Linked DNA regions of Mus musculus: regions 2 and 3 are each linked to region 1. Evidence: chromatin contacts called from public Micro-C and promoter capture Hi-C data. All regions are on one chromosome and are shown on one strand. The core of a region is the stretch at or near the end of the contact, and the rest is flanking DNA. Distances in the headings are between cores, read along the strand shown.

What was found. Promoter capture Hi-C pulls out the DNA fragments that hold promoters and counts their contacts. A called contact is a pair of places that touch in the nucleus more often than the background predicts.
Region 2: a contact with region 1 is called in a Micro-C map of embryonic stem cells, with 9 times the contacts expected there. The contact joins the promoter of Limch1 here to the promoter of Shisa3 in region 1. A contact is called at or near these places in 1 of 39 promoter capture datasets (embryonic stem cells) and 1 of 484 Hi-C or Micro-C datasets (embryonic stem cells).
Region 3: a contact with region 1 is called in a promoter capture Hi-C map of liver, with 2.1 times the contacts expected there. The contact joins the promoter of Uchl1 here to the promoter of Shisa3 in region 1. A contact is called at or near these places in 5 of 39 promoter capture datasets (the HPC-7 cell line, cranial neural crest, hippocampal neurons and 1 more).

Annotation. Positions count from the first base shown.
Region 1 is chr5:67,605,757-67,610,633 of GRCm38.p6, forward strand. Shisa3 (shisa family member 3) reads left to right here and starts at 2,127. Exons shown (of 2, transcript NM_001033415.3): 1 at 2,127-2,928. The coding sequence starts at 2,652.
Region 2 is chr5:66,743,972-66,748,465 of GRCm38.p6, forward strand. It overlaps Limch1 (LIM and calponin homology domains 1), which reads left to right and starts at 1,918. Exons shown (of 26, transcript NM_001001980.3): 1 at 1,918-2,034. The coding sequence starts at 1,939.
Region 3 is chr5:66,674,791-66,679,660 of GRCm38.p6, forward strand. Uchl1 (ubiquitin carboxy-terminal hydrolase L1) reads left to right here and starts at 1,331. Exons shown (of 9, transcript NM_011670.2): 1 at 1,331-1,532; 2 at 1,646-1,657; 3 at 2,154-2,282. The coding sequence starts at 1,500. It overlaps Uchl1os (ubiquitin carboxy-terminal hydrolase L1, opposite strand), which reads right to left and starts at 1,707. Exons shown (of 5, transcript NR_102714.1): 1 at 1,272-1,707.

The sequences.
Region 1 (4,877 bases), core at 877-3,376:
AATCTTTCAGCACAAGCACCCCTCACCTATCCGTCCCTCTCCTAACCTGAGGGGCTGCTTATTGTAACCTGAAATCAGTCTGGATCCAGGACGCAAGAGAGAAAAGCACAATGCACGGTTGTTTTAGTGTTTGCAACTTCTCAGATTTATGGAGTATCAACTTATTTAGAAGTTTGGTTATTTTCCATTAGCAAATATCATCCAACTAAATTTGAGCAGAGCACCCTCTGAATAAGTCAAATAGACAAGGGCTCTAAATGAGGAAATTAATTATAGCCAGTGTCCCAGGGAAAAGAACCCCTCTGTGGCACAGAGAAATGTAATTAATGGGAGGGAAGTGCCAACAAATCACTCCTTAAAATATTAACGCTATCAAAGAACAGCTGGAGAAGGAGGAAACTTGACCCTTGGGGGACTGATGGAGGGGCCGTGGCTGCTGTACAGTTTCACACAGTTGTGATGTAATGAAATTCCTCAAATCGTAACTTAAAAAAAAAAAGATATTAAGTAGTGTGGCTCTGGAAAAGTTATTAAGCGTTAGTGTGTCTTCGAGTTTGATTATTTTATTATGATCCTTGTAGCTCATATTTGCTGTGGTTTTAAATCTTTTTCTCTTTATTTTCCTGAAAACAAAACCAACCTCCCTGCTGCCCCTAAAAAACTGGTTTGGTTTTTTGTTGTTTTTTGTTTGTTTGTTTGTTTGTTTTAAGCAGCCTGAAAGCCCGGTGACAGCATTTTTTTTCCTATATAAATAAAAATCCATTAACCACGAAATTTCTACTCCACATGCTTCAATTAAATTCTTAGTTAAGGAAATTTGTTTGCCTAAATGTAATTTGGCTTTACTTAACAGTTTGATAACTTATTATTGCCCCCCAAACATTTATTGTGGAGCAATGCAGTTATAATTTTACACAGTCCTACTCAGTAGTGGCGTGTTGGGTATTTATTTTTATATTTAAATAACAATCTCAATATTTAAGACCTGAAGCTAGGAGTGGTTCTTTACCCGGGATGGAATTTAATTTAGATACTTAAAAATAAACCGTTTTATTCAGCACCGAAGTTTTTCTAGAAGCCTCTGGGACCGTGGGCAAGCTGCGGGTGTAATAAATACTTCTGACCGCGTATACTTGTGTTGGCGGTGCTCTGACAAGTTCTTCCATTTGTTTCAGGAGACTTGCTAATATCTAAATCGGTGACAGGGTGTTCAAAGCGTTTGACAAACCGTGTGGCTGAGACGAACGTCCTCACACGTACCGAACCAATAAACCCCGGAGAGGAAACACAGGTTGCAATAAAAATAAAGTCTTGAGGTTAGCACCGGTTTCACGTAACTCTGGCTTCACAAGGCTCTCCCTCGGCTAGAGGAGCCATGCCCTGCAAACAGCCCACAGGGGACACATCATTTAAATAAATGTGTTTCTTTGCCCGAACAGAAGTTCAGATAGGCTCGATTATCATTAATTCTGCTCTTTTATTTCCTTTGCGGGCGCGGAACACCGAAATCCTGGCCTTTGAAGTGAGGCTGGCGGGGCTGACCCGGGTCCTCCCCGGCGCCGGCTCAGCGGTGCGGGAAGGAGGCGCCTGAGCGTGAACTCGTGGAAGCTGGAAAGGAGGGGTGAAGGGGTGGGAGTGAGGTGCAAATGTTGGTGACCCTAAAAATCAGGTTATCGGAATCGAACGAATCCTCAGAATCGGCGGCCCAGGGACAAACTGAGTCTGTGCACAAGCCGACAGAACAGTTAGGGGACTTCAGACGCCACGCTCGTTTTTTAAAAGAAACCCGTGGAACTCAAGCGCGGCGCAAGTCCCCTCGTGAGCTGGCAGGCGTGGACGGAAGCGGGACCGTAGTCTTCCTCATCCTTCTGCAGGTTTTCCCCTGGCTATGTGACAGCTAGGTGGCAGGCTCGGCCTGGTCCCCTCGGGGTCACCGCCAAGGCCCGGGGTAGCGCCGTGGGTGGGGGCGGAGGGGAGACGCGCGTGAACCTGCGGGCGTGCGGACCGCATCGCGGTGCACCCGCTGTGATTAGCTCGCGCGGCGACCCCGGAGGGCGGACTTTCCTCACCCTCGAGTCTCCTCCTCCCTCTGCCTTTTTAAGGGACGCCCTCCAGGCAGAGCTGTCAGCCACCCCAGGCCCTCTGCACTTGGCCGCGACTGGGCTGTCTCCCGCCTGCGTGACAGTCAGGGGCGGGAGCGGAATTAGCCGTTGGTCCCCGAGACCTGCACGTGGAGAGCCAAGCTCAGTTCCCGGCTCTGCCGGGTACCGGGCGACAGCCCACGATTGGGACATTGCCCGGCCCTGGAGTTGGTCGTTCAGGGCTCGACGGCCCGCAAGAATAGCGGCCTGGCCCCGGGTGCTCCTAGCGCGATGAGCCTGGCTAAAGGCGGCCGCTGCTTCAGTCGCAGCCTACGCGGTGGCCTCCCGCGATCCCTGGTCCCCTCACCCTCGCGCACCATGCTGTCCTCCGGCCAGCGGAGCCCGCAGAGCAGCCCACGCCTCCTGCCCAGCCGCTGCTAACCCACGAGAACGCGTTCTTGACCGGGAGGTCAACCGGCCGCGTGGTGCCTCGGGGAGGCGGAACCTTGGTCCCCCGGAGCTCCGGCTCCGCCCTCGGATTCTCCAGCTGCCACCGGGCGCGGGGCGGCGATGGGGGCGCTGCTGGCGTTCTGTCTGCTCGTGGGCTTGCTACGTTGGGGCCCGGCGGGCGCGCAGCAGCCTGGGGAATACTGCCACGGCTGGGTGGACGCGCAGGGCAACTATCACGAGGGGTTCCAGTGCCCCGAGGACTTCGACACGCAGGACGCCACCATCTGCTGCGGCTCGTGTGCGCTGCGCTACTGCTGCGCGGCAGCCGACGCCAGGTTGGAGCAGGGGGGCTGCACCAACGACCGCGGAGAGCTGGAGCATCCTGGCATCACCGCGCGTAAGTGCGGCATCCCTGGGCGGACATGGCTCGCCCACCCGACACAGGCACGCCTTACTAGCTCGGGCCACAAAGTGGACCACCTCTGGGTCTGGGGATTGAAGAAAAAGAGGGTGATCGTATTTCAGGTCAGGGGTCCTATCGCTTTGCAGTTTGGGTCCCGGCTGCACGTGATGCCCATGGTTCGGCCCTAGGGAAAGTTTGCAAGGGTTCGCAGGAACTGCTGGTCTGGCGGGAACCTGGTGCTTCTAGGGTAGACAGCTGGAGCTAGGTTGGGTTTCCTGGGCGCTCTGGTCAAGTGGGGGAACTCCGGAAGTGCGGGTGCCAGGGAACTCGACTCTGATCACCCCCTTATTTTCTTTTGTCGAGTAGTAGCATTTCGTCACTCTTCCAACTTCCTTACAATTCTCTGCATCCAATTACCCTCTCTAGTCCACCCCCTATTGTCACGCTTTTCAGAAACACCCAAGTCTTTGGAGGTGAGGATTTAAAATTCCGGGTCACAGGGATTTCTCAGGCCCCCTATTCTCACGTCGGAAAACACGGGTCAAATTTCCGCTCACTTGTCCACTTGCTCACTTAAGAGGTGAATAAATCAGGACCCCAGCTGAGGAAATTTACACCTTGAAAAAAAAGTTTTCCACTTGAGTTGGAACATCAGGGAAACCTTTTAAGGCTCAAGGCGAAGGTTTTACTGCCAGGAAACCCGAGAAGTGTGTGGAGCTGAGAGCCTGTGTCTCCCCAGGACTGGGAGGTGGCAGTGTGGGGCCTGCACACTCTGATCCCCAGAAAGACAGGGAGAGAGAAGCAGGTCCTGTCGTCCAAATGATAACTGAGAGGAGGGAGGGGTCAGCATCAAACAGGGTTTTCCTCTGGGGTTTAATTTTGGCGGGGAGGGGAGAGTGTTAAAAAGCCCACTTCTGAGGACCTGGGAAGTAGTTTCTAGACTACATAGCAGAAAGCAGGAACTCAGGGCTATCTTAGCATGTTAGAAAAACCAAACTTCTCTGCTTCTCTAGGCAATGCTAAGCCTGCCTCCTGAGTCGGGAGGGGGGTTGTTCTCCAAAACAGAGACTAGAGGATTGGAGCATTCTCCCCACTTACTGAGTCTGAGATCAGGCCAAACCAGATGGATAGTGCTCTGCCTCCTGCCAGCACTTTAACCTCTGGTGACTTAACTACGCTGGGCCATTTTTCGAATTTAAAACGGGCATATTGCCATCAAAGAGTCAGTTTATTGATGACAGTAGCATACAGCTGTTTGACTCCAGTGCACAGGGAGTGCAGGCCAACTTCACCTGGCCTTCTATACCACTGGTACTCACACAGAGACGGAGACAGGGGGGTGGGGGGTGTAAGGGATGCCGAAGAGCTCACAGTTAGCAGCCCATGGGTAGCTGCTACCTGTCCTACCCTGGCTGAGTCTTTAGAAAATATATGTATTTATATCTGGATAAGAGGGAGTTGCTATCTCTCAAGGCCTCTGTGATAAAAGTTCAACCTGATACAGAAAATCAGGCTCGAGAGCCTTAGTAAACCCACGTGTCCAGTCTGCTGCCCGGAAGCTGGAGCCTGCCTCTCAGTGTGGTTCTTTCACACAGGGGAGAGACCAAGGCAGCTGCCCTGATACCTCTGGAAAAGAAAGCCTTATTTCTATCTGCCTTTTAGAGATGGAAGCAAAGGAGAGTTTGTTTGCTCTGCCTTGGGGATGTGCTCAGAAAGAAGTCTGGGTCACCAGTACTGAGAACTACACACTGTTCTTTCTGTGGGTGGGAATGTAGACACAGAGGTATGATGTCTGGAGTCAGGACTGATGGTTTGTGAGATGGTGGGAGACACAGTAAATTGGGGCTCACTGTGGATTGCTTTCTCCTGCTCTTTCTAGAGCTCTGTAACACCCCGGGGCTTCATTCAACAGGCTTGGTTCTCCTGGCTTAGACAGGAAGCAT
Region 2 (4,494 bases), core at 668-3,167, 860 kb before region 1:
TGAGCTGTCACCCATGCTGGGGTGAGCTTTAGTGATGCAGTTGTCTTTGAGTCCTTTCTGCGACTGTAAGTAACGTCTCACCCACGTTCCTCTAAGTAACCCAATGAAACTCATTGTTCACCAAGTTGGACTTGTATCTCATCTGCCACAGGATCCATGCCTAGTGTAAGTAGACATGTGGGTTGTGTCTTCCCAGGAAAGGTTTGTCACAACACCCTGAGCTTACTGAGCCACAGATGAAGTGACTGAGCAAAACTAAGGGGTGATAGAAGGAAGTGGGCAAAGGTGGGAAACCAGGGGGGTTTAGCATTCCTGGGCCTGAAGGGAGGAATGGGTCAAGAGGAGACAGGACCCAAGGAAAGAAGACATATGTTGCTTTAGAGTGGTGGTGTCAGTCAATCCTCAGGGAGACACCAGCGTAAATACCCAGTTTCCTTCTCCACTTGTCCCTCCTCCAGGCCTCTCCCAGCATGCTTGCCTCCCAAATGCACTGGTGCAGCCATTTCAAGAGCAACATGAGCAGCTTATTAAAAATCAACTGGCACCTTCTCTCCTCAACACAGGCCATCTCTTACCAGATAGCTCATTCTACAACATCTTTTGATTCCCATGTTTATTGTCTGCTCCCCAGTGTGAATATCGGTATTGTGAATATCTAGAGAAATACATACAGAGAACGGTGTCTCATATAGCTCAAGTTGGCTTGTGCAATGGATGACTTTGAATTTCTGATCTTCTGCTTGCACCTAGTGAGTGCTGGGATTATGAGCTTGTACTTCCAAGGACATGACGCTGGGGACAGAAAGCAGGGTGAGCTGCATGCTGGGTAAGCGTTCTACCAACTGAGCTATATCCCAGTCTAAGTGTACGTATCTTGAAGGCAAGTTCTTAGAATTGTGTCTTGCTGTGATGAAACACCATTATCAAAGCAACGGGGGAGGAAAGGGTATTGGCTTACATTTCCCTATCTCGCTGTTCCTAATCAAAGGAAATTAGGACAGGAATTCAAGCAGGGCAGGAGCTGATGCAGAGGCCATAGAAGGGTGCTGCTTGCTAGCTTGCTCTTCATGGCTTGCACAGCCTACTTTCTTATAGAATCCAGGACCACCAGCCTAGGGATGGTGCCACCCACAATGGGCTAGGCTCTCCCTCGCATTTTCTCAGTTAAGGTTCCCTTGTTTCAGATAATTCTAACATGTGTCAACTTGACATAAAACTAACCAGCACACATTTTAGGAGTTTTTGTTTGTTTGTTTGTTTGTTTGTTTTTGTTTTATCCCTCCCTGCCCCCACCCCACCCCCCATTCCCAATCCGGCAGTCCTAGGTTCCTAGCTTGGTGGTTGGAGAATAATAAGAGCTGAATAAATCCTGTGAATGAGTCAACAGGCTAAGGCCCAGGTAGCTTGCGGGGAGTCCCTCCCCTTTTAACAGAAAGATCTGGCGGTTGCCTTGTGAACACCTTAGAGTGCTGGGTCCGGAGCTGCAGCTCTAGGCCTCAGGTCTGTAGCTGGGAGGGACAGCAGGTGCCAGTCAGTCCTCCAGTTCTGCCGCAGTAGTGCTGTTTCCCCGCCCAGCTTCACCCAAGGTGCAGCTCGACCTGCTACCCAAAGTAGCCGGCCGGAGGCAGGACAAGCGGGGTGGCGGGCCGTGTTCCTCCCACGGTCCTTGCATGAGCCCGGGAAGGACGCCCGGAGCTCCTGGCAGGTTATTTTTAGTTGGGGGAGGGGACGAAGCGGCGGGCCCGGGCGCCACTGGCTGAGGTGGCCACGGTGTCCTCCGGCAGTGCGCGCCGCTGTCCTCCGGGACCTGCGCTCGGTGGGGGCGGGGAAGGCGGCTGGAGAGCGCGGCGGGCGGGAAGGGGCGGAGAGCGCGCTCCTGCGGAGGAGGCTGTGCTCATCCCGGCGGCCGAGCGCTCCAGTACTCGCCGGGCTTCGCAGATGGCTTGCCCCGCTCTCGGTCTGGAAGTCCTTCAACCCCTGCAGCCCGAACCACCTCCGGAGCCTGCCTTCGCCGAGGCACAGAAGTGGATCGAGGTAGGTGCCGCCACCGGCGGGCGGCCTTGCAGGGGCGCCCCAAGCTGCTGCCCCGAGAGCAGCGACCTCAGGTCCAGCCTTCCCCCACTTTCGTGGCCAGCTTCCCCAGGTCATCCTCCGCGGCCTTCGGAAGACTGAGATCCCTTGGCGTTGGGGCTCTGGGATGGTGGGCGTGAACAGGGGGGACACTGCGGTCTAGCTGTGCGCCCAGGGGCAAGAGGCTGTCCCCTGCGCCTTCATCCCTGCTGCCTGCGGAGCTCGCAATCTCCGCTTGGTTTGCAAGTGCTGCTACGGAAAGCGCAGTGCGAGCCGTAGCGCTGCAAAGGCTACAGGGGCTCGAGCTTCCAGAGCCCTTTGCGGGAGCCGCATTTCGGGGTGTCCCGCTCACTGCTCCACATTCCCTTGGCCTCTCTCTTCTCCCTTCCGGAGCAGAGTTGGCAGTATCACCACTGAGGCTCATACCCATCCAAGCCTCTTGGCTGTGTTCTGGCACCCGTTCAGGTGCAAGGTTGGCGCAGAGCACAGCGTAGGGGGGAACCTGCAAGACCTAGTTGTGAGTGCGCTATCCGTAGACACGCTGCCCAGCTATCGGTTGTCCCAGAGACCGCAGGGTGGGCTGCAGCAGGCCCCGTACCGGGCCAGGTTGGCACATTTCACTTCTTAAATGACTCGGTGGAAGGCCAAGGAAATCACTGGAGCTCTCGGCTCAGTCCAGGAAGCGCTCGCTGGGTGATCCTGATTCATGATGTCTATCTGCAGGTGCAGCTCAGTAGCCCTGCTATTCTGAAACAATCCGGTCTTTGGGTTCAGGACGCGTGGAGGGCGAGAGTGGGAGAGGTGATTTGTGATCCACTCTTGGAATTCCTATGAACCACCTTTTAAAATGCCTTGTAGAAGAGGAATTTGGCTAAATGGCGCGCAACCCCCTTGGCCTGAGAGTTCAAAGGAGGATGTGTGCAGCTAAGTCGTGACCAAGCAAGAATACGCTTCAGAGAACTCAGATGGTCGCTTAGCGACCCCATCCCCACCCTTGGGACAGCCCAGGTCTCCAATGTTGGTAGGGTGATAGAACTATAGGGCTGTATATTTAAACCTGCTGGGTTGCCTGCAGAGGCTATTGCTGGAAGGCTCAGCCACAGGCCGCCACCTTTCAGGGTCAACCAGCTTCATGGATGCAAAAAAGCTCCTTAGCGTTTGGAGCCATCTATTTAAAAACGGAACTAAGGAAACAATATATACCAGGCACCATTACTAAAAGTCAGGGCTGGCTTGTCTCTTGTAACTACCAGATGTAACTTACTACCAGATGAGAAAACGACGTTAGCCTCTTATTTTTGATGGAAGGCTTATTTTGATGGAAGGCTTGGAGCATGACAGGTGTTCTCTCTGAGTTTGGGGCTCACAGGCTCACTGGAGACAGTAGTGGAGAGTTGTGTGACAGCTTCTTTCAACTTCTTGAATTTTTTGGGGGGGAAATTAGCCTCTGTTTTCTCATAGGCACGTGATTTATTCCCAGTTTCTTTGATAGTAACTGATAGTAATTTATAGTAATATTGACATACATGTCCTGCCTTTAAAAGTGCATTGTGGTATAAACTCCATGCAGGATAGAATGCAAATCTGAATCTCACATCTCTGTGAATTTTGGAATATGTACACATATTTATTACATCTCCCCATAGATCAAAATATATAAAGATTTTTTTTTCCTGTTGGTATTTCAGGCTAAACATTACACAGTGTAGAACATTAGCTTTCATATCAGCTTGAGGAAAGGAAGAGACAGTTTAAGAAAGCAGAGCCGGGTTAAGCGCTAAACACAGTTTAGAATGGCTCTTGATACTTTGCCCTTTAAACCAGTCAAAGACAGTGAAAACCCAAATGGTGTGTGTGTGGCTTTAGGACCAGGCTGCCAGGCACGCTGCGTGTGCATAATTGAAGTGGCCTATCTCCTTTCCTCAGTGGAGTTGGATTTCATCAAAAGGGGAGTTTCCTCTCCTAAGCCCAGGCTGGGTAAAAAGGTGTGTGTGTGTGTGTGTGTGTGTGTGTGTGCATTGGGGGAGTGCTCAACACTCCCCCCCCTTTCCCCTTCCCATTCTTGAAATGTAAATGCCACGTTTGCAAACTGGGAGCCGGGGGCCATAACAGATGGTTTTGCACACAGTTGCCCACTGAACAAAGATTCCTGGGCTAATACAGCAATAATGTGTTTCTTAGTGTGAGCCGCTTCCCGTGGGGATTCTTATCAGGAGACAATCGCATCTCCCCTTAGGGGCCCATTGTCTCTGGCAACATCCTCATTGGGGAGGGCTTTGTTTTTCGGTTTTGTTCCATTGGTGATTAAATTTCCCACAGGCCTTTTTCATTTTTTTCTTTCTGTGCAGTCAGGAATTTTTCTGAAAAAAAAAAAAACCCACCAAAATGTTCCCTTGGGTGCAGCAGGTTAATAAATAAACTTTG
Region 3 (4,870 bases), core at 81-2,580, 930 kb before region 1:
TTATTAACTGCATTGAGATGTAATTTACATAGTATAAAATTCACTCAGAATCTTACTAATGCCTTCTTGCCTCTCACACTTGGTAAGTGAAGGTCATTTTTTTTTCCCTGATGGTGAAACTGGGAAGAAAATTGAAGTAGCACATTGCTGAGTCTAAAACAGAAAATGGACCCTTCCAGCCTCATTTACCAGGTTTTGTCTTCCTGCCTCATTTTCCAGCTGTAGCACCAAGCAAATGAACATCTCTGAACCCTGGATCCTGATGTATAAAATTTCACAAATACAATATTGGACCCTCTCAGGGTGAAATAAGATGGCCTGGTAAAGGATCCAGCTGGAGAGGCAGTGCTGTTAAAACAAGGTTGGTTCCCTCCATCCTATGCCTTGCTTACCTCGGGCTAGCAAAAAGCATGTCTGTTTTTCACCATTTGTTCTGAGCATATTTTTTAAAATACCCAACCTGCCTGCATCCTTAGCTACCTCATTCTGTGATTTAGCATCCCTGACAATTGATACAGATCTGGCCCCTCCTTCTACTCCGCCTTCAGCACAAGCGTTTGCCTTCCATCCTTTGAAATGTGCCTGTTAGAAAGAACACCCCCGCCCCCATCCCTGGAGAACCGCGGGCTCTCCTCCGTTGCTATTCCCTTTCTTCTGCGCCCAAAGTATTGTGGACCAAAATCTTATTATCCCAAACCCCTGTTCTTTGAAAAAAGGTTTCCCCTATTTTTTTTTTAAATGCTTTTTCCTTTAAGCCTCTAGTCTCAAATCATCTATCTTTTCTTTGGTCTGTTTCTAAAGTCCTCCGGCGCCCGTATTCTATGTGTCTCGCATGTACTGCTTCCCAGCGACCCACCGGTTCTTCCCCTGGAGTCACATTACATCAGCTTCACTAATGCACTCCGTATCAGATGTTTTATTCTAGGCAGTCCATTAAAAACCGAGCCTGGACACAGGTTGAATTTAACATGGAGGACAGATTGTCTAAGGTTAAGTACAAACTGTTCCGAGATGGGCGGGGGGGGGGAGGGAGGAAGACCGACAAATATTTATATTCATATTAAACACTACATATACCTGTTGATTTTGTGCTTTTTTTTCTCTCTCTCTCAATGTTTCAGAGACCCTCGAGCTTTGGAGTGATTGAGACGACAGAGGAGGGTTTCCAGAAATTTCGCTCCAAATTGAAAGCTCCCTCAAATAGGCTGCTTCATGCGCTCAAGGAACACCCACCAACAAAACCCATCTCCACAACCACCAGATTAGCTCACCGGCGAGTGAGACTGCAAGGTTTGGGGGCTTGGCTTGTACCATTCTGTGCGGTGCATGGGGGAGTTCGAGCCCTCTTGGCCTTCCTCCTCTGCTTGTTTCTGCTCCCGTCTCCCCTGCTCAGGCTTTCCCAGTGAGCGAGGCCGGCGCTTTATAACAGCAGCCTGGGCGGCTCCACCGGCTGTTTTTTCGGCTCCTCGGGTTTGTGTCTGCAGGTGCCATCCGCGAAGATGCAGCTGAAGCCGATGGAGATTAACCCCGAGGTAAGCATAGCTGCTGGGTCGCTTCGGGAGAAATAAGGCTGACCCTTAGCTACAGCTCGGTAGCTGAATCATTTAGTTTTATTATCATTTTCCTCTTTGCTTTTGGCTTTCAGATGCTGAACAAAGTGAGTGGCGCGGCGCGCAGTCTCTGTCCCTATCCTCCAAGAGCATCGTTGGAGACGCCCAGCCGGCCGCGCCCTGTGCAATGGAGGTGGCTGGGCTGGGGCGCCCAGCTGGGTGTCGTCTCTGCCCTGAGTTATCTAGGGGTTTGGGAGTGACTGAGAGATCGATCACGGGGAGGTGGCGGAGGATGGACCCGGACAGCAACGAGCGCGGGGAGCAGCTCTCGAGGGCGTGGCGACGGCCCGCGGACTCTAGTCCGAGGGCTTCGCGCGAGCCACGTGTGGGCTGAGCTTTGTGCTGTGTCACTGCGCGGCACGCAGGGTGGGACGGCGCGGAGGCTCCTCCCAGACTCGGGTGGGGACCCGTGTGTGTGTGTTTGGTGGGGGGTTGGGGAGTGGGAGGGCCGCACGAGGGATGCTCGTGCTGGCCCCGCCCCCTAGCAGGTGCCCATTATTTGTCTGGCTTTTTCGGTCTGGCTGCCCTGTCTTTTTCTTGCAGGTGTTGGCCAAGCTGGGGGTCGCCGGCCAGTGGCGCTTCGCCGACGTGCTAGGGCTGGAGGAGGAGACTCTGGGCTCAGTGCCATCCCCTGCCTGCGCCCTGCTGCTCCTGTTTCCCCTCACGGCCCAGGTAGGGAGAGGTCTGTGATGGGCGGGTCTCAGTGGATACGCAGTGTTGTGGAATGAGTTCCTACCTCACGCTGTCCCCTTTTCCTGTAGGGTCCCTGATAAGGATCCCACTTCTTAGGGTGGGAGGTGCTTGCATTTTCATCGGGGCTCTATTGTGATGTCCATTATTGCCTCAATTTGGAAGAGAAGGAGCCCATTGCGTCTAAGTCTTTTTTTCAGTTATCCAAAGAAAGATCTCCAACTTGTTTATTTTGTTTGTTTGTTTACTTATGAGCCTTGCTCCCACTTGCGGATGGCCGGTTTGTTTTTTTTTTTTTTTCCTTTTAAGGGCCGTGAGTGGGTCAGGTCCCTGGTTTGGTTCTGTTGCTCTCTCACCTGACTGTAAACTGATGAGGGCCTGGCTTGCTTAAGTCAAAAGAGCTGTCTCTTCATTTGCCACCTCCATCTGCCTCTCTGGTGGATTCTCCATTCCCCTCCCCCACCCCTCCCAGCAGGCACACTGTTGAACGTTCCTTTTAGAAAGCTGAATCACTGGTGCACAGAGCCGCGGTCTCCACCTCTCTGACCTTGTGGCTGGATGAAGTAGGGCTCCTGTGACACAGTCATAGAGACACTTCTTCATTTTCTGAAACAGTCTTCCATCTTCCACTGGGCAGGGATGCAAATGATTCAGGCTGAGCCATAGAGAAAGACAAAACTGGGGGTTATGCGTTGTCTCGCCGTGTGTGGAGCCCCAGTAAATCACTGCATCGTCTCCCTCCTGTGGGCTCTTAGCTTCCTAATGATTTAAGAGGGGATGACATTGGTAAAACTTGGAGGCATTTGCGTCTCTGCCAGATGGGATGAGGCTAATTAAATACCGTCCTGAGGGCAGGTGTTCTAGAGGCATCCTTGACCTGACCGGAACTAAGCTGTATGGGAAGTTCTAGGCCCTGCTCCTAGCAGATGGTCTCTGATGAGTTCAAACATGGAGTTTGGATGATGTCGGCGACGCGTTTTCCAGTCGGAGCTTTCATTGCTACCACTCCGTGTCAGATTGGCTTCCTTGACTGAACCAAAGTCGGCTCTCGTCCTGCCGTAGAGGTTTCTGGAGCTGCTCTCCAGAGGAACCATGATGACTTGGAGGTTTTGAGCAGAGCTCAGGCAAGGCCTCTGGGAGGCAGTGGTGAGCCCGCTCCCTTGGAACTGGTCTCATTTTGCAGGCTCCAGTGGATTTTTTAAGAGGACATTCCAGTTTGGTTGGGCTACTGTTTTGTCCTTTAGCTGCCGTCTAATCTGCCCCATCTATAGAGTACTTATTCTGCATATGTAATGGGTAAAACACTGAAGAATTCTTTTTGATGAGAAATGAAGCTTATAGTCTGTCCGCAAGCAAGCTAGTTTAGCAGGCATCTCATCCTCACTAGGGTTATGTCGGGAGCTCCGAAGTGAACATCTTAAATCACTTTGGTGGTGATGAGATCCAGGCATGAGCTTAGGCATGAGCTGGGTGGTGGTCTATTTTACAACGATAGCTGATTGATTAGCAGGAAGAGGGGCGAGAACCCTGAACAGTAAGTGGGAAGCAAGAACAGTCGAGCTTCAGTTCATCTCCCAGGACAGTTGTCTTCCTCTCCTATAGCCACAGAGAAAATGCACACTCGCATTCCCAAGTACACTAAACACGGCGGGCTCCTAGAATCGGAACCCAGCTGGCTGATGTGCTGTGTGAGTTTTGCTGGCCGTGGGCAGTGGGCATTTCTAGGGCAGCAGCACCTGCTTTTGATTGGCAACTCCTGACTTCTCAGGTCTTCCAAACTCAGCAGTGAGAGGAATGGACAGTCTCTGGAGTCGCTGAACACTTAATTGACTCTAAAAGAAAGATAAAAGATTTAATGCTCGGAGGAAATCTCTCGTTCATAGAGCAGCCTCCCCAGATAATTGCTAATCTGCCTTCCGGTTAGAACATCCCCTGTATTGCTGGCAAGGATAAACTAGTACCCTGTCTTCTGCAAAATGAAAGTTTAGGTTTTTGTTTGCTTGTTAGTTTTAAACCATAGTCCAATCCTTGTACCAGTTGGTTTTACTTTTCTAAAACAAACCAGGAAGGGAAGTTCTTGGATCTGCTTGCCCCTTCCAAACAGTTAAACCTTGTTGAAAGGCATTGACTTGCACACAAATGGAACCGGTGAAGAATAGCGGAACAGATACCAGCTGGTGCTAACACTGGGTATTGATCAAAGCTTGATTAGAAGCCTCTGAAATGCAGTCATTCTTCTCACTGAAGGGAGAAAGCCCTGAGTACAGCTCTGTTTGCAGATTTCACGACACCCCGCCTCCAGCTAAAGGTTGCCGTGGTGTCTAGACAGCCTTGGGCAGCATCCAAGGCAGTGCCTGCCTGCACTGCAGCATCGGGGTGGAGCCCCACGGCCTGCTTGGGTGTGGGAGGAAGACTCTGGGCATTCAACAGCATCTAGAACCATGGCGCTTACTCATGGTCACACATCCCGCTGTTTATCTCTTTAGAACTGGCTGGACCACCATCTGCTTACTTTAAATGTTCGTTTTGAGATGGAAAAAAACCCAAAACAAATAATTTCTCCCATTCAC